Regions from separate parts of the Mus musculus genome. Here all the other regions are linked to region 1. A link is a contact called in public ChIA-PET, HiCAR-type and promoter capture Hi-C data. All regions are on one chromosome and are shown on one strand. The core of a region is the stretch at or near the end of the contact, and the rest is flanking DNA. Distances in the headings are between cores, read along the strand shown. Region 1 holds the start of Cop1 (COP1, E3 ubiquitin ligase). Region 2 overlaps Tnn (tenascin N). Region 3 holds the start of 4930523C07Rik (RIKEN cDNA 4930523C07 gene). Region 4 overlaps Tnr (tenascin R). Region 5 overlaps Pappa2 (pappalysin 2).

Region 1 (4,399 bases), core at 692-3,191:
GATATCCAGGGCTACACAGAGAAACCCTGTCTCTAAATAAATAAATAAATAAAGCCAAACAAAAAAAGGAATGCAAACACCTCTTACACCCAACCATAAACTTCTTAAATTACAAATAACCACAGCTATAATTCTATTTCAACACACACACAACTTCTGAATCTAAACAAAAGCAAAATTACGAATTATATTAGTGAACAAGAAAGTGTAGCTAATACCTTTCTCAATGGTTACAATCTCTAAGCTTATCATCTTTAATAATACCATTTAAGCCCATCTTCTACTGTGATCTGAACTAACTTCCCCAAGCATGACTGTTCAAGCCAACTTCCTACATCATTAAGTCAAACAACAAGTTCCTTCTTAGGAAAGGCCCAGAATTCTACCAGTTTGTGAGCAGGAAATCTTCATTAAGCTCTCATAATCTTACCAGTAATATCAAAACCCAATTAAAATTCAAAGCATTCTTCAAGACAATCAGATTCATCTTTTGCTTAAAGTCCCTCTTAGATGCCAAATGCCTGAATTCTACTGTGTCGCTCAAGATGCCAGCTGTGATGCAATGACTGTAAAAGCGTTTCTCAAGTCAGAGATTCCAGTGTATACACAGCGCTGCGATCGTTCCATACAACACAGAAACACTAAAAATGTGTTTCCCTTTTTCCAACAGTTGAAACCTGGAATTGGGTGTGAACAAACTTTGACTACAAAATTATTAACAGTATTACAAGTGTCCTATCTATTCAAATTCATATTCCAACGCAGGATGGGCAAAAATAACTTCGTAAAGCATCACCAACCAGGTTTCGAGCACCATCTACTTTTTTACAATATAGTGTTGACCAGCAATCCCACACCTCAGAATCACCAGGCACTAACTAGTCTTCTACCTCCGAAAATCATGAACTACTCCTGACTGATACTTCGTCCACTAGATGGCCAAAAAAAGAAAGAAAACAAAAACAAAAACCAGAAGGGATTTAACCTCCTACCCCGAATACTTCCTTTCTAATAACCACTTACTGGACCTCCATCTTTATCCTTAAGCACTCCCTTAAATGCCTTCAGTTCCTGGACACCAGCACCCACTTCTGTGCAATCCCATTTCACCACTTTGCCTAAGGATCCCAGTCCAGCTCCACCTCCCAACCGGGAACCTTAACTCTGCAAACACTCAACTCTCTAGGTTCGAATCCCAGCACCTCCAACAGGCCTCCCTCCACGGGACCCCGCCAGGCTCAGCAGCAGAAACTCGTGGTCATGCACGCAGGGGCTGCTATGCAAACCCACCAGACGAAGTCGTTGCTTTTGTCCTCGTAGGAGTTGAGGAGCCCGTTACAAAGCGGGACGAGCAGAGGTCGCTTCCTACTGCTACTGCCGAGGCTGGAGCTGCTCCCTCCAACGCCGGCGCTGGGCCTGGCCGCGCAGCTGAGCCGGGACTGGCCCGCGGACACCGCCCCGCCGGCGCTCGCGCTGCCAGACACCGCGGCCGCCACCAGCACAGGCCGCCCCGGGCCGCCGAGGCCGCCGGAGCCCGCGGCCGGAGCCACGCCGCCGGACACCAGCGTCGCCGCCGAGGCCGCCACGGACGGCGGCGACGGAGACGAGGATAAGGACGAGGAGGCGGAAGTCACCGAGGAGGCGGCCGAGGAGCCGGGGCTCGTCCCAGCGGAACCCGAGCCGGCCTGGCGGCTACCTGACATCGTGACTCCCTCCCTTGGCCCTGCGCTCCGAGGCGAGGGCCCGGACAGACCGCGACCCTCCGCCGCCCCCGGCGCTCAGCTCCCGAGCATCCTGAGGACGCGCCGGGAGACGGGCCGGGGGAACAATAAAGTTAGGCTTCCCACCGCCGCCCCGCCGCCGCGTCCTACGCGAGGGGGCGGGGGAAACTATCACATCCGAGGAGCCATGACTGCCGAGGAGGCCGCCGGGGCAGCCAACCCGGGCGCGCCGAGGCGGTCGGGCTTGCGCATGAGCGGCGGAAGGGGCGGGGCAGCGGAGCAGCTGCGCGCGCAGGCGCCGGCGCCGGCGCCGGGCTGTACGGAGATGCCGAGCGTGTAGTTCTCCGAGTGGAAAGCTGATTTCCTTTCTGACGTAGTAGAGAGATGGCCGTTTTCATGGAGCCAAAGGGTGGAAGGGGAAAGGACGGGGAATCTGGTCTAGTGGACCGGGAACGCTCGAAAAGCAACTGCTTAAGCGTGCCCCGGGTGGACGCTGGCGGATTGCCCAGCTAAAACTGCGGCGGTACGGAGCAGTGGTGTTGCGCATGCGTGTGAGCGAGCGCGCATGCGGCTATGGATTATTATCTGGAAAATACTAAGCTCACTTGTGTTCTCTTGCGGCTTCGCGCTTTTTCCCGATTGTGTGGCAGGAATATAATTTGTTTTCGTTTAGATTTTTTTTTTCTGTTTAGATTTTGAAGTCCTGTTAGGAGGAGTAAGGGGCCAGGGCAGTGAAAAAGGGTTACAAGCCTTAGGTTTCAATCTGAAAGAGCCACAACGTGAGGACTTCCCCACGTTCTGACTCAGGAGAGGCGACACCCCAAAATCACCAACGAGAAACGGTCTTGCTGCAAATTGCAAGAGGATTTTTATTCAAGAGCGCTCTCGGCCCACGGTCATACACCACGCAGGGGTAGAGGACCGTGGCGCCCCGAGTAGCTGGGTTAGGGGGTATTTAAAGGAAGAAACCACAACTTAAGGAGGTGGGAAGGGCGTTGTTGGAAAATACCAAAAATACCAGTTAAGAGTCACAAGGAAGTACAAAGTCACAAGTGTCAGGTTATCTCTCAAGACAGTTTCTAAGAGCCCCTAACAATCTAAGAGCCCCTAGCAATAGCACCTTTGCATAGTGGGTTCCAGCAATGGTCAGGGTGACTTTCTTTGAATTAACACTCTTTGAACCCAGGAAGCTGATGGGTGGAGGAATGTTGATATCTGTTTTATGATTAGCATACCTTGGAGCATTGAGTCACAAAGGCAAAATTCCCAAGCCTGGGCCCAAAGGCCTAGAATTTTGTCTTTATTACTCTTTCAAATCAAACATTTTATAGTACCAGAAATTATTTGCTTCTTGTCCCTGATGTCACTTATCTAAATTATCTCCAACCTTTTGTAAAACCTCATTGATAACTCCGTCTTTGTTGGCATTGAAGCAGCAATACTCGCCTAGTTCCCCTGGGAAATGAAAACTAAGTCTAAACCTGGCCGGTTTAGGAGGACAACTTTTGTCAGAGCCTCTGTCTGGACATGAAGCAGATAGAATTCAACGTGTCTGATGTCTACCAGTCTGATGATGCATCTGTTGTAGGCTCCTTTATCCTCTGATTAGGGATACAGTACTTAGGGCTACTGTCCTTATTCCTTCTGTCACTGGACCACAGAGAGCGGCAACCCAAGGGGGAATAAGAGATGGGCACCTTATGGTCCTGGATAAGCATACACTTGGAGTATATACATAAAACTGGATTATTATACACATTCCTAAGTGTTGGGAATTAAATCGCTGTAAATTTGGAACAGTTGTTAGAAACTCTGTACTCGTGAAATAATCCACGCAATATAGTTACTGATAATCACACCAATTAAGCATATTAAAAGTTTTAAGTCCTTTTTATTGATGGCCAGATGGAGAGTGGTCTCATATCTTTGAAAAGTCTCTTGGTGCTCTAGTTGAGGGGTACAGAGTTTTTAAATCAAAACCCACAAAGACCATAATTTACATCAAAGTTAGAGGAGAGTCAAGTAACTTTGAAACATTTATTTCTGGTAGAGCATAGTAATTATTTTAGATATAACATCAATTATCATTTAGTTTATTTTTGAGCTCTTGGAGCAGTTAGGTCCATTTTAGCTGACTCCTCTCATTGGATTTGTCTATTCAAAGACAAATATGGATGGGCTGGCTTACTGGTACCAGGGAAATAGAGAAGAAAACTTCTTTAAGGTCCAGGATATATAGAGCTGGGTATCTGGTGGGAGGAGGCTGAGCAAAGTATACAGATTTGGAACAGTAGGATGGGTGATTTGAGACATAACACCAACAACAAAATCAAAAAAGATAACTTCCTGAGCCAAACTTCCCCTCATGTGCTCAATCATTCACACACTAGGCTGGCCATTCACTCAAGCAATACTGAAACCGCATCTCTCCTGAGACAGAACAGGGATACAGGTCTCCACTATTAGTCTCTCAACTTATTGTGGGGAACTGGGGAAGAATTTCCTGTTGGAATTTTTTCCCCAAGCCTGGAAGAGGGCTTCCAATGTAGACTCACCAGAAAAGGCCTGTCTTTCTCAATTAGAATGTTCTCCGTGGGGCTCATCTTCCTTAACCAGGATCACAACAGAATTCAGCAGACAGACCCAAGTGTGTCTTTTTCAGGGCTTGGTTTAGTAGC
Region 2 (4,399 bases), core at 909-3,408, 870 kb before region 1:
GGGAGAGACAGAGAGAGGTAGAAAGAGAGAGAGAGAGCAGAGAGAGAAAAAGAGACACACAGAGAGAAGTAGAGAGATACAGAGATACAGAGAGAGACACACAGAGAGAGGTAGAAAGACAGAGAGAGATGGGGGGAGAGATAGAGAGAAGGAGAGGTGGTGGTGGTGGTGGTTTGTCTCCCTGCACAACCCATGATATAGTGTACAAATATTTATTGAGTACCTACTGTGTGTCAGACATAGATTAACCATCCAGGAATGAACAAATGAGACGAATCTCTGACTTGCTTTCTATATACCCATACAAATGAGCCTTCCTTAAACACTGTCAGTTATAGAATTGCTGAATCCACTCAGTACTGTAACCAGTATCAGTCTCATCCCCCACCCCCCCACCTCACGTTGTTTGCTCCGGCCTCCAGTAGGTAATATATGTAGACTGTACAGAGGTCTCCTCTAAGTCAGGGGCTCCACAAGATAAATAGAGTTCTAAAAACTTCTACTATATATTTCACTTACTGTTTGGGGTTTTTATTTGGTTCAAGAGTCTTCTAACTCTTAAAGATAACCCAGGCTTCTATCAAGCTTTTAAAATCCTTTTATGAAAGTTGTTCTCTGGTCCAGGCTGCAGGCACCTAATTTGATGAACAGGCAGAAGGACTTTGCCCCCAAGGCTACCCAGACAGCCAGGAGGAGGCTGGAAAGAACATCAGGGAACACTTAAAAGTTTCAAATCTTTCCATCTTGGAAGTGTAAGGGCTGCACCAGGGGCTCTTTCCACAGACAGTTCAATGCAAGTTTGATTTTCCCCTCCTGATTTAGTGAGAAATTTCTCCAGGATGATGACAGTGCTGGATTACAGACCCCAACATAGATTTATTTCCTTTTACTATTTTTTTGAGTAGTTCATTGTAGAGCATTTAAATTTTCAAAATTGATTAAAAGCCTCAATCAAAGCCATCTGATCAAGATGTATAAATTATCTGTGTGGGTCAGTATACTTAAATATGACGTAATACAATGGAAATCAACAATTATTAAGATATAATAACAGTTTATTGTTATCTGTTTGTGCCAGACTCTGCTATGGTATGACTTGCTGACCTCACTGAAGACTTCCTCTAAGCTCTGAGGTCATGGGGCCTAGTTATACTTTGACCTGACAGTTCAGAGAAGCTTGGGCTGTGGGCATAGCTCAGTTGGTAGAGTGCTTGCCTAGCATACTCAGAGTACTGAGATTGTTCTCTGGTAGCACTGAAAACTGGACATGATGCTACACAACTGTAATGTTAGCACATGGGAGGCAGGGGCACAGGGATTAGAAGTTCAAGATGGTCTTGGCTATGTATGAGTTCAAAACCAGCCTGCACATACTGGGACATTTTAAAAATACTAAGCAAAACAATAAAACCCCAAGCCCCAAGCATGCTCACTGGAGATAGAGAAATTGGTATTGCACATTTCATTAGAAAGGCAGGCTCAGAATCAATCCCAGCCTTGGTTGAGGATGCTACTTAACACAGTGGATAGACACATAAGGAATGTCAGCACCATGTCCAGCCTAGATTGCACTGTGAGACAAGAAGAAATCCGAGAGCAGGTTGACACAGGCTCCTTACTAGGAAACAAATCTCCCAAGTGTTCAGAAATACTACTGAGGAAATATACCTGGGAGAGCTAGACTCTCAAACTTTCTGACCAACACTGGACTGTGTATCATCCTTGTTTGAGCCACCAAATGGTTGTGTGGATATGGCTAATTTTCTTGGACTTTGCCATCTGTAAAACGGCATTGTTATTTTTTCCCTCAGAATCAACATTCATTAGATGTCCGGTAAATGGTTGCTATGTTAAGCACAAAATAAATGAAGAATGAAGGAAAAAAAAAAACCAATCAACCAAACAGGAAAAAAAAAAACCCCACCCAATCCAAGCGGGGGAAGCTTTAACAAGTGGGCAACAGGGAGAAAAGGAGCTAAGAACAGCGTGCTAATTAGCTGTGTTACTTCTGTGTGCAATGACTTGCTGTGATTTTCCCTAAATTCTTCTTGTCAGTTTATGCCCATTTATGGGACATTTTTGGAGGACATGTACTGTTCCATCTAGCCTTCCCAGAAACGCTGTGGCAGACTTCTCTTCCCCACTCCTCTCTGCTTTACAGTGAGCTGGCTGGGATCAGAAACCAAAATGACTGACTCACTATCCCCCAGGCCAGAAAGTGTCTGTGGCTGACTTGGAGCCTGGAACATTCTCTTCCCATGGGTGTCTTTATTCAGCACCTCCTCAGCCACAGAGCTGTAGTGGTGCTGAAGGGAGTTAATGGTGAGCGGCCACGTGTGACCTCAGCTCGTGTCACTTTTAGAGAAAAATGTAAAGATTCCACAACCATTAGGTTTCCTTCACCAAATTCAAGGCTATAGATAATAGAATTTCATGTTGGGGCTTCTTCCTTTAGATCAGTACAGGGGAAACAGAGGTAGACATACAATTCTAGACTTTGGTAAGTGGTTGCTAATCATCACTGAATGGGCCACAACGACTTTTAGTTTGGTCTCAAGTTCAAGTGGAATAATAGCATTACTCTTTTCAATACTGTGTGCAGGTGTGTTTGGGTTTAGGAAAGTTTTCGAGTTTATCTCATATAAAGGAGTCTGATTTACTCTGAGGGGGAAGTGGCCTTCTTTTCCCGAGTAGAGATCTTTTCGTATACAAAGCAGCTCATCTTTCTGAAACAGAACCAAATCTCTAGTTCTCATTTTTCTTACTCCTCAGCCCAGCCCAGCCTGCTTCCTGCCTCTCTCTAACCCAGCCCTTGCTGAAGTAATTGGGGATTTTCATGTCACTAAATCCCAGGGAGTTTTGATCTTACATCCCTTCACCCCTCATCAGTACTGGGGACTACTGACCATTATTTCTCGGTTATTACACAATGTTTTTTAGTTTCCTTTCTCTGTCCCTAGCTGCTTCTTCTCTCCCTAACGAGATCATCCATGCCTATGAGCGTATTGGAGGTCTCCAAGGATTGATTTCAGTTCTGACTTTCTTTGTATATGGCAGCATCTTTCCTTCCTCCGACCCCCGTACTTTCACTTTGAATCTCACTGGATCCTTGTGTTCATTAGGACAGCATGATTCCACAGCAATGACAGTGACAAGCCACTCTCCCACTCCCATGCTCTAAGAATACACATGCAGTCACTTCTGAGTGCTGTCTCAGCAGTTCAGGTTGCTTCCGATTTGTGGCTAGGCCATCGCAGCATGTAGCATTTACCAATGTGCATGCCAATGGAAGACAGTGTGGAGAACCCCACCTACTCTGGTCCTCCTGCCTTTAGCTTAGGAATAGTCACATGCTTTTTACTTACCTGCAAAAGAAGTTGAAAACCGTCCTGTGTTCTTGGGACAAGGAGAGTGAAGTAGGACTTGGTGAACTCCTGCCATTTCTCCCAGATACACTTCCAACTTAGAGAGCAAGCCTAGGTCTCTCATCAGCACCCTACCCCCCTCTGCTGGTTACATGAAACCCTGCTTCACCAGGAAACCTCAGAAAGAATTAATACTGGACCAGGGATGTTAATCAGTGGTAGAGTACTTGCTTGGCATGCACAAGACCCTACATTTGATTCCCAGCACAGCTAAAAGGAAAGGAGAACAAACAAACTCCCAACTTACACAGTGTCCCCAAGTGAGCTTGATACAGTTGCAAAAGATGTCCCTCTCAGAATCTTCCTTCTGCAAGAACAGCTGAGTAAATAATTATCCAGTGCTGCAATCAAAACTTCTATAGAACAGGACAGCCCTGGTGGGGTGGGGTAGTTTCTCAAGTCCTAAAAACATGGACTGGAATTCCAACAACCGATCAACTCATGTGTATGTGAACTCTTAGTGTTGACCCACTTTGTCACCATGACTGTCAAGTTTCCTTCTGCCGACATCTGTCTATCTTCAGGGTAGTTTCTTGTCTAACTCACCATCCACTGTGAACAGCACAGTACAGTGGTCTTCAAACTGGTTACCATGTCTTCCACTCCTGCCACTGGACAGGCATTCTCTACACTGTAGCTAGAAGGATCTGGGGAAAACTCTGTTTCCTGTTTAGTCTTCCAAACTTACCATTGCTTTTTACAATGGACCAACATCTTCAACCAAACTGAATCCCACCAGGGCTGACCTTTGCCTGTTTTCCAGCCTCCTCTCCTAGTCCTTCGTGACGAGCACCCAGAATCAGGGTTAGCAGCCTTCCTTTCTCTTCTTGATGCTCCTGCTAACCCTGCAAGCTTCTGATATTTTCCCAGGAGAGTCCTGTTGGCTCTTGCTTAGGTGCAGTCCCACTGTATCTTTCTTCATAGCTCTTATTGTTGGTTTAACTGAATTTTTCTTTGTTGGATTACTTAACTCA
Region 3 (4,399 bases), core at 1,374-3,873, 810 kb before region 1:
TACATAAGCTCTGGACCTGGGGCTGGCATCCAGATCTGAAAGTGACTCTGCCAGGTTTTGCAAGCAGCCTCAGCAGGCCGTTCTCTTCATTCCAATGAAGACAAGTTCCTCACACAGGTCTGGTAACTAACATTCTGGAGAGGTGTTAGCAGACCTTACAACTGAACTAAACATTCCTCATCCTCCTTTTTAAGTGAGGAGGTGATTCCTAGAGATTCACTCACCTAGTTAAACAGATAAGTCATGCTTGTGCTCCATTAATCCAGGATTAAGTCACAGTCTTAGGAATTCCTTTACCGGGTATCCCAGGAAAGCCTAAGCTATCTCCCTAGCCCACATCCCTCAGTGTCCATGTCCCCATGTAGCTCCCCTACTTCTCTTCTTCCCTCATCTGGCCAGTAATTCTTTCTCCAAACACAAATCTGAGAGGACCATTCCACTACCTAATAATGGCTTAGTATGCCTTGAAAGACATTCCGCTCTTGGCAGGAGAGGACAAATCCCCATTCCATGCTGCTCCTGTGTTGACTTCGGGAAAGCCTTTTCTTTGCCCACAGTACCTCTTCCCTGGGAAATGCTAGTCATATTCAAGATCTTGATTGTGCACCACTTCTGAAGTGCTGTCTTCCCAGACGACCATTGCTCCATCCTTTGTATGGTTTCACTTTTTACTATTATATAATGTACATTGCTCTGAACTGTGGTTTGTTTCCTAGTGTCTATTTGCCAGTCTGGTGGCTCTTTGAAAGTACAAACTACATCATCGCCTTAGATTCCATAGCCCTGGCACATTGCCCAACACACAGTAGGTACAGTGATGCTTAGCTAATGAGTGTGCCCCTTCCACGTTAAAACTGGTGCAGAAGCCTGCTGACTGTTTATTATCTTCTTGGGTTTGATCCTGTGGCTTTCACCTCTTTTGATTCTGTAGGCAAAATGTTGACAGTGCCCGAAATGTTGTTTTGTAATGGGCCTCTTTCCTAGAACGGTGTCATGGGTATAGAAGGGGAGGCAGAATTTCAGAAGAAGGGAGGTACCAGGCCAAGGGAAGACATATCAGACTAAGTGGTTGATAGATCTGAATTTTAGCTCAAAGCTAGGAGAGACCCTTGCAAAACTATCCTACCCATAACTATAGAATGTGAAAATTTAATTAAAAAAAATTACAAAACACAAACAAACCAGACACAGCTGCGTTTAACGCAGCAGTACCTTTCAGTTGCAGGGCTCTTTAGGTGGCGTTGATAAACTTTGTAAAAGGGTTAAGAACAAGATGCACCCGTGTCCATTTAAGACTTGTTCTTGGTCCCCAACAATACTTCAGAATGAAGATTCCCTAAAATTAGCTCCAGGTTCTCTCTCTCTTTCCAATGGTGGATGTAGCATAAAGGCTTTGGCAGGCAGGAGCTTGGAGTGGCTTGGGTGCTGCATTCCTAGCCTTCCTCATTGAGCAGACTGGGCAGAGCAGGCCTGCGGATTCTCATGGCTGGCTGGCTGGTGTTCATTAGGGCAAGCACTAGTCTTTGCTTTGGGTTCCCTTTCAGATAGGCAGGACTGGTGTTGAAAACAACAGCTATCCGGCTATCATTTACTTAACTACTGTTACACAAATCATTCCTACATAGCCCTTCAAAACAGGACCTGCTGTGTTTTCCAATCCACCTTTCTGGGTGGGAAGAAGATCAAGGACCATTTAGAGAGTTGGGAAAGTTCAGGAAAAAAAATGTGTCACACAAACTCTCTAGAGACTCAGAATGGCATACAGATCTCACTCCACCCCTTGGCTCCAGGCCACATTTTCAGTCTGGTAAGTCTTTTAGCCCCATTGAAATTATAGTTTCTTTTAGAATGAGTTTGTTTGTTTGTTTGGTTTTGTTTTGTTTTTAAATCCCAGAGGGTATGATTTTAGGAGCATCTCAAATACTGACTTTGCCCGTTTAGACAATGTCCATCTGGTCCTTTTCAAATGGCTCCTACCTGCAGCTGGTGTCAACTGGAGCTGAGAACTCCACCCCAAACTCCAGAGGAGCCCATGTGTCAGGCCAGGAGCAGAGAGAAGGTGAGAGACCTCTAGGAGGAAAGAATGAAAGCAACTGTGCAAACGGCTTCTTAGAAATAACCCCTTTATCTCACTTCTCTCAGGGGCGGATTCACTCTTCTATGGGAAAGTCCCCTTCCACAGCGGGGCAGCTCCCAAACTTATTTTGAAAACAACAGCACAAAGCGATACAGAAAGTTTTGAAACTCACCTTTGGGTCCGTTGGAAGGCTTCCCGCCGGCGGGACCGCTGGCTCTGTTCCGGTGCTCTGAAGTGACTTGGGCACAAGGGTGAGGTCTGGGTCCCTGCTCCTGCCTCTCCCTCCCACTGCCAGGTCCCGGGAGAGAGGCGGCGCTGCCGGTCAGTGGGTGCCACCAGTGTGATGTGGAGGAAAGCGCCCCCTGCGTCCCTGGCTGAGGTTTCACCGCACCCAGCTCTGCTACTGAGGTCAGGAACGCAACTTCCTGAATCTGACTGGCTGGCTCTGTCTCTCCTCAGCCCAACTCCTACCTTAAACTAGGAGGCACACGCCACAGCACACGCAGCGCGGGTGTCCTTCCTCCGGGTCTCCCGGCCAGTGTCCCCACTCCGCCCCACTGTGACGTTCTTTTGCCCCTCCGCCCCGAGCACGCCTCCTTCAGGACGCCAGAGCCAACTTTGCTCACAGACGCGCCAGTGTTCCCAGAGACGTGGGGTGTAAACTCCCAACCCTGGCCTAAGGAAAAAATAACAGCCCCGTGCTGTGGAATAAAGTCACCTTCCAGGAAAAGGGCTGGGGTGTCTAAAGGGAGAGCAATCCCCGGTGCCTCGTGACAAGGTATCTTTGTGTGTGCGCTCCATGGGAGTTACCTGGAGATGTTAGGAGCGCAGGAGGCAGGGACAACTAACTTCAAAAGTTCTCCCTTTTCATTTTATTTACTCCTTGTGAGCTTATATTCAGATCTCTTGTTTGTCTAACTCCGCCCCCAAATGTAAAGGTGGGGTGGTAGAGAGCTTGCTCAGTGCCTCCAAGGCTTCTGCAGGGAAGTTGGGAAGGTGTGATAGGCAGAAGCGGCTGTGGAGTATCTAGGGGCTTCCCCGGAATGACCTTGAGAGATCTTGCCATGATAAAGACCGGAGGTTCTACTCATTGGATTGTAGGTGTCAGGAGGGTGCGCAGCTGGTGCTTGCTTTCCAGTGGCTGGGCCTGAGCCATAGGGTCCTTCGGCCTTTGGGTGCCTGAATTAAAATGATTGGTGAAGCTAACTGTCACAACCGGGAAACAAGAGAGTTCCGGTTTACTCAAGAGAAGCCAGCTGGCTCTGGGTTGAAAGGCCAAAGAGAAAACCCAGCATTCATCCAGAAATGCCAAGGATAGTTGGTCCTGTAGTCTTCTTCCAAAGGCAGATTAAGTAGAGGTTTTCCCCCAGAAATCCCACAGAGAGAACTCGATCTAGATCTGTTGTTGTTCCTTTGAAACCGAGTCTCACTATATAGCCCCGGCAGGCCTGGAACTCACAATGTAGAAACAGGTTGGCCTCACAGAAATTTGCTGGGTTTAAGGACGTGTTTCACTATGCCCTACATAGATCTAGATTTGAATGATAATAAGAAGAGTGGTCCAAGTGATCTGTTGTGGGGGTGGGGTTGGGGGTGGGAGTAGTACGGTTAAGTGGGTAGGGCAGGGGGACGATCAGGCTCTGAAAGAAGACAGTTTTAGCAAGAGACAGCTATAGATGGATTCCACCAACAATTTAGTGGTGGATGGAAGGCTTCCATTGTGTGTCAAATCTGAAGCAGGGGTCTAGGGTCTAATGGACCAGGGAGCTGGAGGAAGACAGGCTTGGGGAATGACAGGAAACCTTAAGTGCAAACCCGGTGCGGTGATTGGAGACCGAGTCTCCCCCAGGACCTACACCGGACCTGTGTGAGATGTAATTTGCCCCCTTCCCCTGAGGATGGGGAGTAACTTTCTTCTGCAAGGTCATTGCTAATGTATAGTGGAGTTGAGATCTGAGTCTGAGTAGTTCTATCTAGTCCAGCCTATCCCTCATCACCATATCATCATCAGGAGAGAGAGTGGCTTCTATGGACAACTTCTGGGTTAACACCTGCTGAGCAGGGGGGAAGACAGTGGAAAATACTTTCCTGAACAACTTTATGGACAGGCTAGGCTGATGGTCACAATGCTTTCCAGAAACAACAACAACACAGAGAAATGAAGAACCTAAGGCAGTCACCATGAGCTCAGCACTTCAAAAACCAGATGCTTATCTGTAGGGCGGCATCCCAATGTTGTCTTAGTCCACAGGAAGACAGATCCAGAAAAAGTCTAGAACCTATCAAGTAGCAGCGACGTTGTGGCAGTCAAATCAGGGACTT
Region 4 (4,399 bases), core at 1,299-3,798, 660 kb before region 1:
CCTGCAGACACTCACTTGCAAAGTGTGTGAGGACGATGACATAATTTTCCACTTCACCCATGGGTGCTTTCCACTGGAGCAAGGCTTCTGTAGGTGTGATGTTGGTAGCGATCAAATCCATGGGGCTATCCATGGCTGGAAAAGAATAGGAGAGGATCAGGCTAAAGAAAGAGGAACTGCAAGGTGTAAGTACCACAAACCATCAGAATTTTCTTATGTGGTAACCACCTGTCACTGTGCTGGGTAAAATAATGGGGTGGAGACTGATTCTTTTTCTACCTGTCTGGCTCCACTGATACCTTTTTTTTTGCACCCTTTCTCCTATCTTATCCACTTCTCTCCCAATTGCCCTAAGTCCTTCTTTTAAATTAATTCATTAAATTACTGTGTGCAGAATTCTTTGACGGGTTCGATGGGAAATTGGACATTCAAAATACCCTATTGTATTTTGAACCTTTCAATCCACATGGCGTAAAGAAGTGATAGAAAATTTTCTGATTCATTAGTTCCTGAGATAATCCTGCTTTCCAGCCCATTTGTTCTTTCACACATGCAAGAGTGAGTTTTGTGGGAAGATCGCTGACTGTGAACTTCAGGGAAGTGTGGTGGAAGTGTACGCGCACCTGTGCCAGTGGTCACAGAGTCGTAGCCACTTCTTACACCACCACCCACAAGCTTTACTCTGGACTGTGTTCTAAGCATCCTTTTTGTTGCATAGAGAGTGGGGGTGGGGGTGGGGGTGGGGGCTGGGGGGCTGGTGTATAAACTCAGGGAAGCCAAGATTGCCTGTCAGGCAGGACAAGAAAGTTTGCTCATGAATAAATTATGAATTTTACTCACCCATGTATTCTGTAACTCTTGGATTTACTTATGTATTTCCTTTTCATGAAGTTGGAATTTATTTATAAAATGGATGGCATTGGAACAGTTTAAGCGTTAGCTCAATGTGAGTCATACAGTTTACGTTTGGGAACCACGACCTACCATCGGCCTACCTCTGTTCTTTGATTAAATGAGCTGTGTTTGCTATCTTTTCTTTTCTTTCTCCCCCCCCCTTTTTTTTGCTTATGTTCCTCATCCCAAAGTAACAAGAAGAAATAAAGACTTTACAATTCAGTGTTTTGAATTTTATTCATAATCTGTGCTTTCAAAAACGTCTTTAAATTCAACTCCTATTAGAGTCTATGGTTGGATGATTTCTGAGATGTGTACCATCTCCTGAAGGAGCTGTCATTCTACAAGTTTTAAGATTATTGTGATGACTTGAAAAGAACAACCGGAGACACTTCTGAGCGTGGCACAGTGACTGGAAGTTACCAGAACCAGTCTGACTAACTTGAAAGATGACAGGGTGGCTTGGTGTGCTGCTGAGTTTCTGCTTTTGTGATGTCTGCTGCCTGTGGCCAAGAATCACACGAGTTAGCTTTTGGGCTGAGTCACAACACTCTTATCTTGGGAACACGATATTCTCGAAATCCTTTTTATGATTTTCAATGAGAAAATATGGCAGAATTTTCAGGCTTTCTTGGCTGAATGGTCATTACTTCTGGTCAATGTTTATCCACTGCCTGCTTTAATGATCACTGACAAAACATAGTGCATCTACCAGAAGGAGGGAGACTACGAAAGGTACCTTTTTATGTTTCTGAATGACGTTTTGGTCACTGTGTTAATAGATAATGTTTTGGCGCTTGTAAGAGTATTTACAAAGCAGTGAGGACTCCTTAGGCACACTCTCCTCCTTCAGAAATCACCATCTCTAGGGAAATTTAGCAGCGTTGGGATATCCAGGTGTTCGCTTAATGAGGCAGGCTGAATGTTTTCCTATGTGTAGTGGAAACTGTGGTTTAACTAGAAGGTTCTCGATGTTGAGGATAGAAACTGATGGCTGTGCCTTCCACTGCCATCTAGAGCAAATCTGTGCTAATCCTATGTGATATACTTGCTTAAGGACCAGAGAAGGGAGGCTAGTGGAGTTACAGAAAAGGAGCCCTATCTTCAGGCTTATCCAAAGAGCCAGTTTTCTGAAAAAAGGCATGGTAGGAGACTTTCTCCTCCCTATTTTTCATATTAAAGCCCATCTCTTTTCCCCACCTTCCTTCTGTGAAGGGGCCTGAGGACACAGAGGACATTTCCTACAGGAGAACAAGAACTACATAGTGTTCCTGAAAGCAGCTGGGGATGCCACAAAGGGTCACCTTCACCTCTACTGCCTTCATACAGGTGATGGACTTAGAGCCTTTTCCCTGGAGCAAAGGCAATACACCTATGGGGTGGCTGTATATGATGAATAATCCACCCCTAGTTTCCTGAAACTGGAATAACAATGCTTTTCTGAAGTTTCCTCAACCCCCAAGACTTAAAGAGATCCTATGATTCAAATGTTTGCTGTGGAATCTGTCTCCATCATGCGTCTTTGAAAGGGCGCTCTTCGTAGAGGAAGTTCCATGAACATTCTGAACCTGAACGAGCAAGACTCCTCCTCAAGTGTGACTCACCAAACTCCTATAATTAGAAAGAACAGTCTGTGGGGAGAGAAACCACAACTTGTCCTGAAGGACACAGTGAGTCAGAGGAGCCAAAGAATGGCGTCTCAGGCCCCGGAGCCAGTATCCACTGTATGCGCTGGAGTGATTTCACTCTGCTTCCTGTGTTTGTTTCAAGGCTGCTGCTTATGTCCTGAGCCGACACCCAGCAAGGGAGCCATGTTTACCTGTGTGCACCAGGGTGCAGATGCGTTCACTCTCCTCCCTGCCCCGTACACTGTTGAGGCTTATTTCATATTCAGTAGCTGGATACAGCCTGGTGATGGCGAACTCTGTCACGGTGTTGGGCACTACGGAGCTGTCTAGCCGTCCCACTGAGGAAGAACAAAATCCATCACTAAACGTTCAACAGCTCTCTTATCAGTGGGTCCATGGCTCAGTGTACATTGGGACAGTGGGTCATGAGGCACAGATGGGTGTGGGCTCAGCATGCAATAGGGAAGGGAAGGCAGATACATGACTCATAAATGATAATGGTGGAGTTTAAATAGATCTTATACGCTGGCCTCACTCTTTCATCTTATGGGCTTTTTAGAACAAAAGTAAATGAGCTATTTATTATGTAGGTTTCTATCAGACCGGTCTTCTCTGAGGCGGGCATATCAGTATAGTGGAAGTGGAGTGGGCAGAGCCACCGCAAAAAGTGCCCTATGCAGCCCAGAGAAAGGTAGCCTGGAAAACTGTCCTACCTCTGGCTGGAAGTGAACATTCTCTCTACTTTGTTAACAATGCCTCATATACCAGCAAGAACTGGCAGTATGCAGGCAAGCTCTCGGCCAACTTCTCTGACTCATACATTGGCTACAATGGCAGAATTAGGATCACTGTGGTTCCCTTCAGGGCTCCATGTGGCTCTGCTGGGTCTTTATCCATATCCAGGATTCTAGTCTTAGACTTTATGCTCAGCATAGTATGTGTAGCACTGGCTCTTGGTAAAGCCATCTAGGCCTCACTTCATTGTTTTTCATTGCGCAGCCTAGCTAACGGTGTCCAGTTATTTCCCATGGTAAAGTGTTTGGCTCTCTTGATGATATTTTGAGAGCCTATTTTGAGAGAAGTTGGTGAACTCATGGTTTCTCTGTTGTTCTTCATCAATACACTCTCATTTTGAGGAAGTATGGTATGAGGGTGTATGCTGTGTAGTTGTGATCATGCACCCATAATAATCTCTAATCAACTTCAAGCCTTATTTATGTTTGAGAAACAAAATCATATCATTACCTTGGGTGGGTCGGTACGATACTCGGTAGTAATCAAAAGGCGCAACAGGAGAGCTCCAGGACACCGTCAGGGAGTCCTTAGTCACGTTGCTAATTGTGATGTTTTTGGGAGGATCAATTCCTACAAAGATCAGAGAGTTGTGGGGAAAAGACAGAAGCACAGTTTGAAAGTGGAATATCTATCTATTTCTAGATTTCTGTTGATCCACTAGTGTCCCTCAGGCAGGCATGACCCTACATAACTAACTGGGCATCCCTAACATGACAGTCTGTGTGATGTCACACTTATAACATTGTAGCTATGGCCAAAGTCAGGAAGCTAAATTGGCAAGATCTACACTTCTGTGCCACAGCTACTACCATCTAGACCAACCAGAAACTTCCTTTTAAGTTTGTGTGTTTTATTTCAAATAGAGGATCATATAATTATCTTCTCTAAGGGAAACTTCTCTTGCAAAGACCTAACTCTGCTACTCTTTCTTAGTTTTTAGCAGCTACTTTTGGTTCAACTTGGAAAAAAACTGCCCATTAACTGTAGAGAGATTTCAGAGCACAAATCCTAAACGAATATACTTTCCTAAGTTATATTTTATTTATGGTGCATAATTATGGTGCATTTAAACTGTGGGGTCA
Region 5 (4,399 bases), core at 1,313-3,812, 520 kb after region 1:
CAAGAAGCTCATGTATATACAGGAAGACATGGCCACCTAGGAGGAGTCACTTAACTCTCCCAATTTTATCTCTGCAAACCTGGGGTTTGTCTATGAATTTTAGTGTCGCTGGACAGCAGACAGAAAATCTGAGGTTCGAAAGGCACATTATTTTACCTCTCTACTGACTTTATATCATGTTTTACTTCACATGTGCTAACAATCTCATGGACAACCACTAAACCCATCCCTTCAGTGTATCTTCAATAATCTGTGACATTTATGTTCATTTCATTTAGTCATAGTACCTGAAAGGTAGAATATTTACCATTCTCATGTCTCAACATTGTCTTATATTTTAATTGTAGACACTCAAAGGGAATTGCTTATTTGCTGCTAACAGTACAAATAGGACAGAAGCAACTTTTTCTGCACTATCTCTGCGATGGGATAATTACATAGACGTGAGATAACAGCTACACACAATGGGAAGGGAGATGCACTGTCTCAAAACCTCAAAGCATATCCTAGACTCAAGAAAGACAAAAGGTCATGCATATGAAGATGTCACAGATGATCCCACCGCTCCCAGAGCATGGAGAAGTCAGAAAGATGAACATTTAGGGATTCTTCGCTAATGTATAGCAGCCGTAGCTCTATGAGGATTACAAAAAAAAAATTAACTAGACATTATCAGCCTATTAGGAGTAATTCCAACAGTAGTTCTAGGTGTAAAACAAGGTATAAATGTGTGATACCATTCATTTGGTCCAACCACACAGATGTTGTCTGGAGGGTGGTACTGATGTCTTCTTACCTTATAGATGAAGAAAGGAAGAAATGAAGGATTACCTTGCCTATAATGAAGTGGTATATCATAAAAGGAACCAGTGTTAATTCTAGGCCTCTGATGCAAACCCCCACTTTCATACTTCTTGTAGTACCAAGTGAGGAAAATTAAAGCCAGTTGAAAATTGTGAAGCTTGGCCCGAAAACGGATGCTTTCAACTTCCTGTTCACTCCCCTAGGTCATTCCATTTGCTGCTGATTGTGACTTGGATGAATGCACCTGTCGAGACCCCAAGGCAGAAGAAAACCAGTAACTCTAGGAGCAGAGCCCATCTCCTCTGCCCTGGGGGCAGACTAAAAGAGAAGCTCCCGTAGCAGGATGCAAAGGGTGAATGAACAAGATAGGTTCCATGGTGGAAGGAGAGCCTAAAAGAGAGCCTTTAAGAAATGCAAGAAATGTTTGTAGGTGCCAATTAATGCATTAAGTAGTCCAAGTAGGGAGGGATTAGAGGCAATTGTTTCTGTAAAAAGACACTTGGTTAGAAATGGAAGGAGAAATTGACAGACCCCTCCCCCCATCTGTACTCTGCTCTATCCTTCTCTCAATCTCCTCCCCACTCTGCACGCTGTCAGTGGCTCAGCCCCACCCAACATGTAAACCCATATCAAAATATTAGAAGATAAGCTGCCAGGGACTCCGTCAATACCCATTTCAGATGGACTGTCATCTTTCAGGGCTCATCTATTCCAGACTGGCCCTTTGCCTTCCTTTTGTGTGGTCTCTCTCAAATAAGGAGGTTAGCTATTTCTTTATAAGTATTTAAACATAATTATATAAATATATTATATATTATATTTTTTGCTGTTTACTAAGCTACAGATTATCCATTGTTCCACAAATGCTGCTGTGAAGTTCATGTCCAGAGGGATACTGAAGCTTCGAAGACAGAAAGAAAGGTTCCTTTGCCTTCTTCCCATAGATAGGGATTGGCAGGTCGGATGGGGAGAAGAGAGTCGATGGAATTCTGGATGCTAGCCTGTCAGCTGATCATCATTTTATGACCTGGGAGCTGGGCCTACTGAAAGGAGATAGACTTGGCATGCTAAGAGCAAGAGGCATGGAAAGTTACATGGGAACCTATTTGGCAGTAGGTCCAGGAGAAATAGACAATGGTTTCTAAGTATCTACCAAAAGGAGCATACAAACTCTTCTACGCTTCTCAGAACTCTCAGTTGGAGCTGGTAAAGACCAGGGTCTTTTCCACTTCTCCATGTACTTAGTCCAAGTATAGCTGCCAGCCAGCCAACCAACCAGCCAGCCAGCCAGCCAGCCAGCCAGCCAGCCAACCAGCCAGCCAAAAAGTTTGTATGAGGGCTCATTCTGTGAACATCAGGCTTACAGGAACTTACACCCTCTTCATACTTGGCCAGTTGCTGTCTCTCCTTGTTGCAAGTCTCAAGGTCTGGCCAATTGTTCACAGCCACATCACTAACTGTTGATTTTTCTGAGAAAAGAAAATGCTTTGGAGATTTGGAAATGTGGGGGAGGAGATAAGAGATGAAAGAACGGGGAGTTAGAAGAGCGAAAGGCTGTCAGAGAGGTGAAAGGTCAGAGAGGTGAGAGGTCAAGATTAAATGAGGTCTGAGGATAAAAGGATAGAATGAGTGAACAAGCCCCTGATCCAAGTCTCCAAAAGAGGCCAGGGATCCTTCGAGCAAAGAGATAAATCTTATTCAAGTGCAAAATCTGAAGTTTGTGGCCCAGTAAGCAACATGTGGAGCGAGGGTGACACTCTGTGGGGAGAAAGAAGAATTTCAACTATTTAGGGTCCATGCTCTCTTTACCATTTCTTGTTCAATAGCTGTATGGACTATGCACAAAACAGTCACATTAACACTTCTCTGTTTATCCAGACTATTCTCATACTTTTCTATAGGCTCTGTCCTTGGTATGTTTTCTTATAGCAGTTTCTAGATCACACCTAGAAAGAGAGTCAGGACATAGTTTCTTTCCTTTAATGACGGTCTTGTTCTCTTACAGAGACCCTAGTTTTTTCCTCCAGTGGAAACTAAGACCAAGCAAAACTTGGAGTCACTTTTGGTATCTCCAAAACCTCTCCTCCTCTTCCTTCTACTCTTTTGTCATCAAGACTGAAGCAACTAATCTATAGAATGAGAAAGGAAACTTTTTTTTATCATCATAAGCACAATTATCCCTGCTCTATATGAAGAGCAATATTCTGCAGTGACTGGATATGGCAATATACATACAGTTACCTATGAATATGTGGATCATGGACAACAAAGCCATTGAGAAGGGGAAAGGCAGTGTTAGTCTTCTACTCCTAGCAATAAGGTAAACAGTGCTTAAATACTGTTTACTATCTAGGTCACACTTATTACCCTTTGTCAGGAAATACCATTCATATTCTGAATCTCATAAGTTTAATATGGAAAGAAAAATAGAAAAGTTTAGGTTCTCTACTACATATTTCAATTCCTATTTCTGTATCTCATTAAGGTGAGTATGAAAAGACCAATAGAAAAATTTAAATTCTCTACTAAACACACACACACACACACACACACACACACACACACACTGTTTCCTTAGAGAACATTCAAATTCCTGGATGTGTGTCAACTTTTGCCTTAGGAAAATCCTGACAGAGACAGAGCAATAGTTACCTTGGGCACAACTTAGTGCACAGAGACTGCCATTCCCAAGAGCACTCATGGGCACAGACTACCCACCAGTATCTGTCCATGCTCAGTCTCCTCATTAAGTCCACTAAGACTAACAGAGACCCCATGCTTCACTTTAAGATACTTTGTTCTTTTTGGCAACATTCACCCTGCCCTGGGAAGGCAAGAGGACAGTTTCTGGGGTGTGTGTAAAGCTCCCCAGGCTGAAGGCCATTTAGCCATCATCAGCCAGAGACAGAGACGGGAGTCTTATCTAGACTTTGTCCCTTGGCTCCAGTATTTGAAGAAACTTAAGTCCCTAATAAAGAAAATGATCAGAGATCCTAGGAACAAGTCATGTTTGCCCCCAGGTGGTTGTATTCAGTTCTCCTTAGACATCCATAATGTCATCCAGGGCCCTCCACAGAGGCTCCTCTGCCTGTTTCTTTATTACAAAGTTACCTGTCTATTTCTAGTTCCTGGTAACCACAGTTTTGAGATCAACATGGCCCAAAGGTGGCTGGCTTCAATAGTAGCATGGCAGCCTTCAATCACAGATACAGAAAAGAGATCAGCAGGGGCAAAGAGCAGATCTGGGCAAATAAGGCAGCGAGTAGAGTCTTCTTGGTTCTTTTCTTTCCTTTCCAACATTTAAGGCCTTAGTCTTTGACACATCATCTATTCTGTGTGATCACCATTGAGTGTGTCAGTTAGCACCCAAGGGGACAGTTTGATGGCAAACACAGTGAAAGGGGCTGATCTACTGTATTGTAATGTAAAACAGCTACATCCAGTTATTTTATAAGATTATAAAACGTTCATTAAAAAATCAGCACATAAAATATGAAGTGTGTTTGGTGTCTTATTCTTTGTTTCAATGATTTCATTATTTCAAACCTAAACCATTGGCCTAACCCAGACCCACATTTCCCTTATTGGTTGGTCA

What was found. Promoter capture Hi-C pulls out the DNA fragments that hold promoters and counts their contacts. ChIA-PET counts read pairs in DNA pulled down with a chosen protein or histone mark. HiCAR-type assays count read pairs that join an accessible place to other places.
Region 2: a contact with region 1 is called in a HiCAR-type map of astrocytes, with 2.7 times the contacts expected there. The contact joins the enhancer-like site here to the promoter of Cop1 in region 1. A contact is called at or near these places in 11 of 39 promoter capture datasets (the 3T3-L1 cell line, 3T3-L1-derived adipocytes, the C10 cell line and 6 more), 1 of 484 Hi-C or Micro-C datasets (cortical neurons) and 2 of 115 datasets of contacts at active chromatin or transcription factors (astrocytes and large pre-B cells).
Region 3: a contact with region 1 is called in an RNA polymerase II ChIA-PET map of memory CD8 T cells, with 30 read pairs. The contact joins the promoter of 4930523C07Rik here to the promoter of Cop1 in region 1. A contact is called at or near these places in 12 of 39 promoter capture datasets (the 3T3-L1 cell line, 3T3-L1-derived adipocytes, the C10 cell line and 7 more), 6 of 115 datasets of contacts at active chromatin or transcription factors (astrocytes, bone marrow-derived macrophages, craniofacial prominence and 3 more) and 2 of 9 other capture datasets (adipose tissue and liver).
Region 4: a promoter capture Hi-C map of the SN4741 cell line shows a contact between it and region 1, with 4 times the contacts expected there. The contact joins the enhancer-like site here to the promoter of Cop1 in region 1. A contact is called at or near these places in 4 of 39 promoter capture datasets (the 3T3-L1 cell line, 3T3-L1-derived adipocytes, the SN4741 cell line and 1 more) and 1 of 115 datasets of contacts at active chromatin or transcription factors (craniofacial prominence).
Region 5: a HiCAR-type map of astrocytes shows a contact between it and region 1, with 2.1 times the contacts expected there. The contact joins the enhancer-like site here to the promoter of Cop1 in region 1. A contact is called at or near these places in 10 of 39 promoter capture datasets (the 3T3-L1 cell line, 3T3-L1-derived adipocytes, cranial neural crest and 5 more), 4 of 484 Hi-C or Micro-C datasets (adipose-derived mesenchymal stem cells, cerebral cortex, cortical neurons and 1 more) and 1 of 115 datasets of contacts at active chromatin or transcription factors (astrocytes).

Annotation. Positions count from the first base shown.
Region 1 is chr1:159,229,742-159,234,140 of GRCm38.p6, reverse strand. Cop1 (COP1, E3 ubiquitin ligase) reads right to left here and starts at 1,941. Exons shown (of 20, transcript NM_011931.4): 1 at 1,291-1,941. The coding sequence starts at 1,703.
Region 2 is chr1:160,098,955-160,103,353 of GRCm38.p6, reverse strand. All of the region lies in intron 18 of Tnn (tenascin N), which reads left to right. Among named protein-coding and RNA genes, the nearest start is that of 4930562F07Rik, 23 kb to the right of the region's middle. Within about 2 kb of position 2,158, at least 49 of the 459 cell types and tissues checked have an H3K27ac peak or open chromatin away from gene starts, as enhancers often do. A contact at or near this core is called in astrocytes and cortical neurons, where this site is marked.
Region 3 is chr1:160,042,604-160,047,002 of GRCm38.p6, reverse strand. 4930523C07Rik (RIKEN cDNA 4930523C07 gene) reads right to left here and starts at 2,623. Exons shown (of 3, transcript NM_001162896.1): 1 at 2,250-2,623. Gm37294 (predicted gene, 37294) reads left to right here and starts at 2,686. Exons shown (of 2, transcript NR_168324.1): 1 at 2,686-2,855.
Region 4 is chr1:159,887,745-159,892,143 of GRCm38.p6, reverse strand. Tnr (tenascin R) reads right to left here. Exons shown (of 23, transcript NM_022312.3): 13 at 3,768-3,887; 14 at 2,714-2,860; 15 at 16-135. Among named protein-coding and RNA genes, the nearest start is that of Gm31348, 110 kb to the right of the region's middle. Within about 2 kb of position 2,548, at least 113 of the 459 cell types and tissues checked have an H3K27ac peak or open chromatin away from gene starts, as enhancers often do. A contact at or near this core is called in the SN4741 cell line, where this site is marked.
Region 5 is chr1:158,711,629-158,716,027 of GRCm38.p6, reverse strand. It overlaps Pappa2 (pappalysin 2), which reads left to right. Exons shown (of 23, transcript NM_001085376.3): 23 at 1,008-4,295. The coding sequence ends at 1,082. Among named protein-coding and RNA genes, the nearest start is that of Gm37679, 160 kb to the right of the region's middle. Within about 2 kb of position 2,562, at least 19 of the 459 cell types and tissues checked have an H3K27ac peak or open chromatin away from gene starts, as enhancers often do. A contact at or near this core is called in astrocytes, where this site is marked.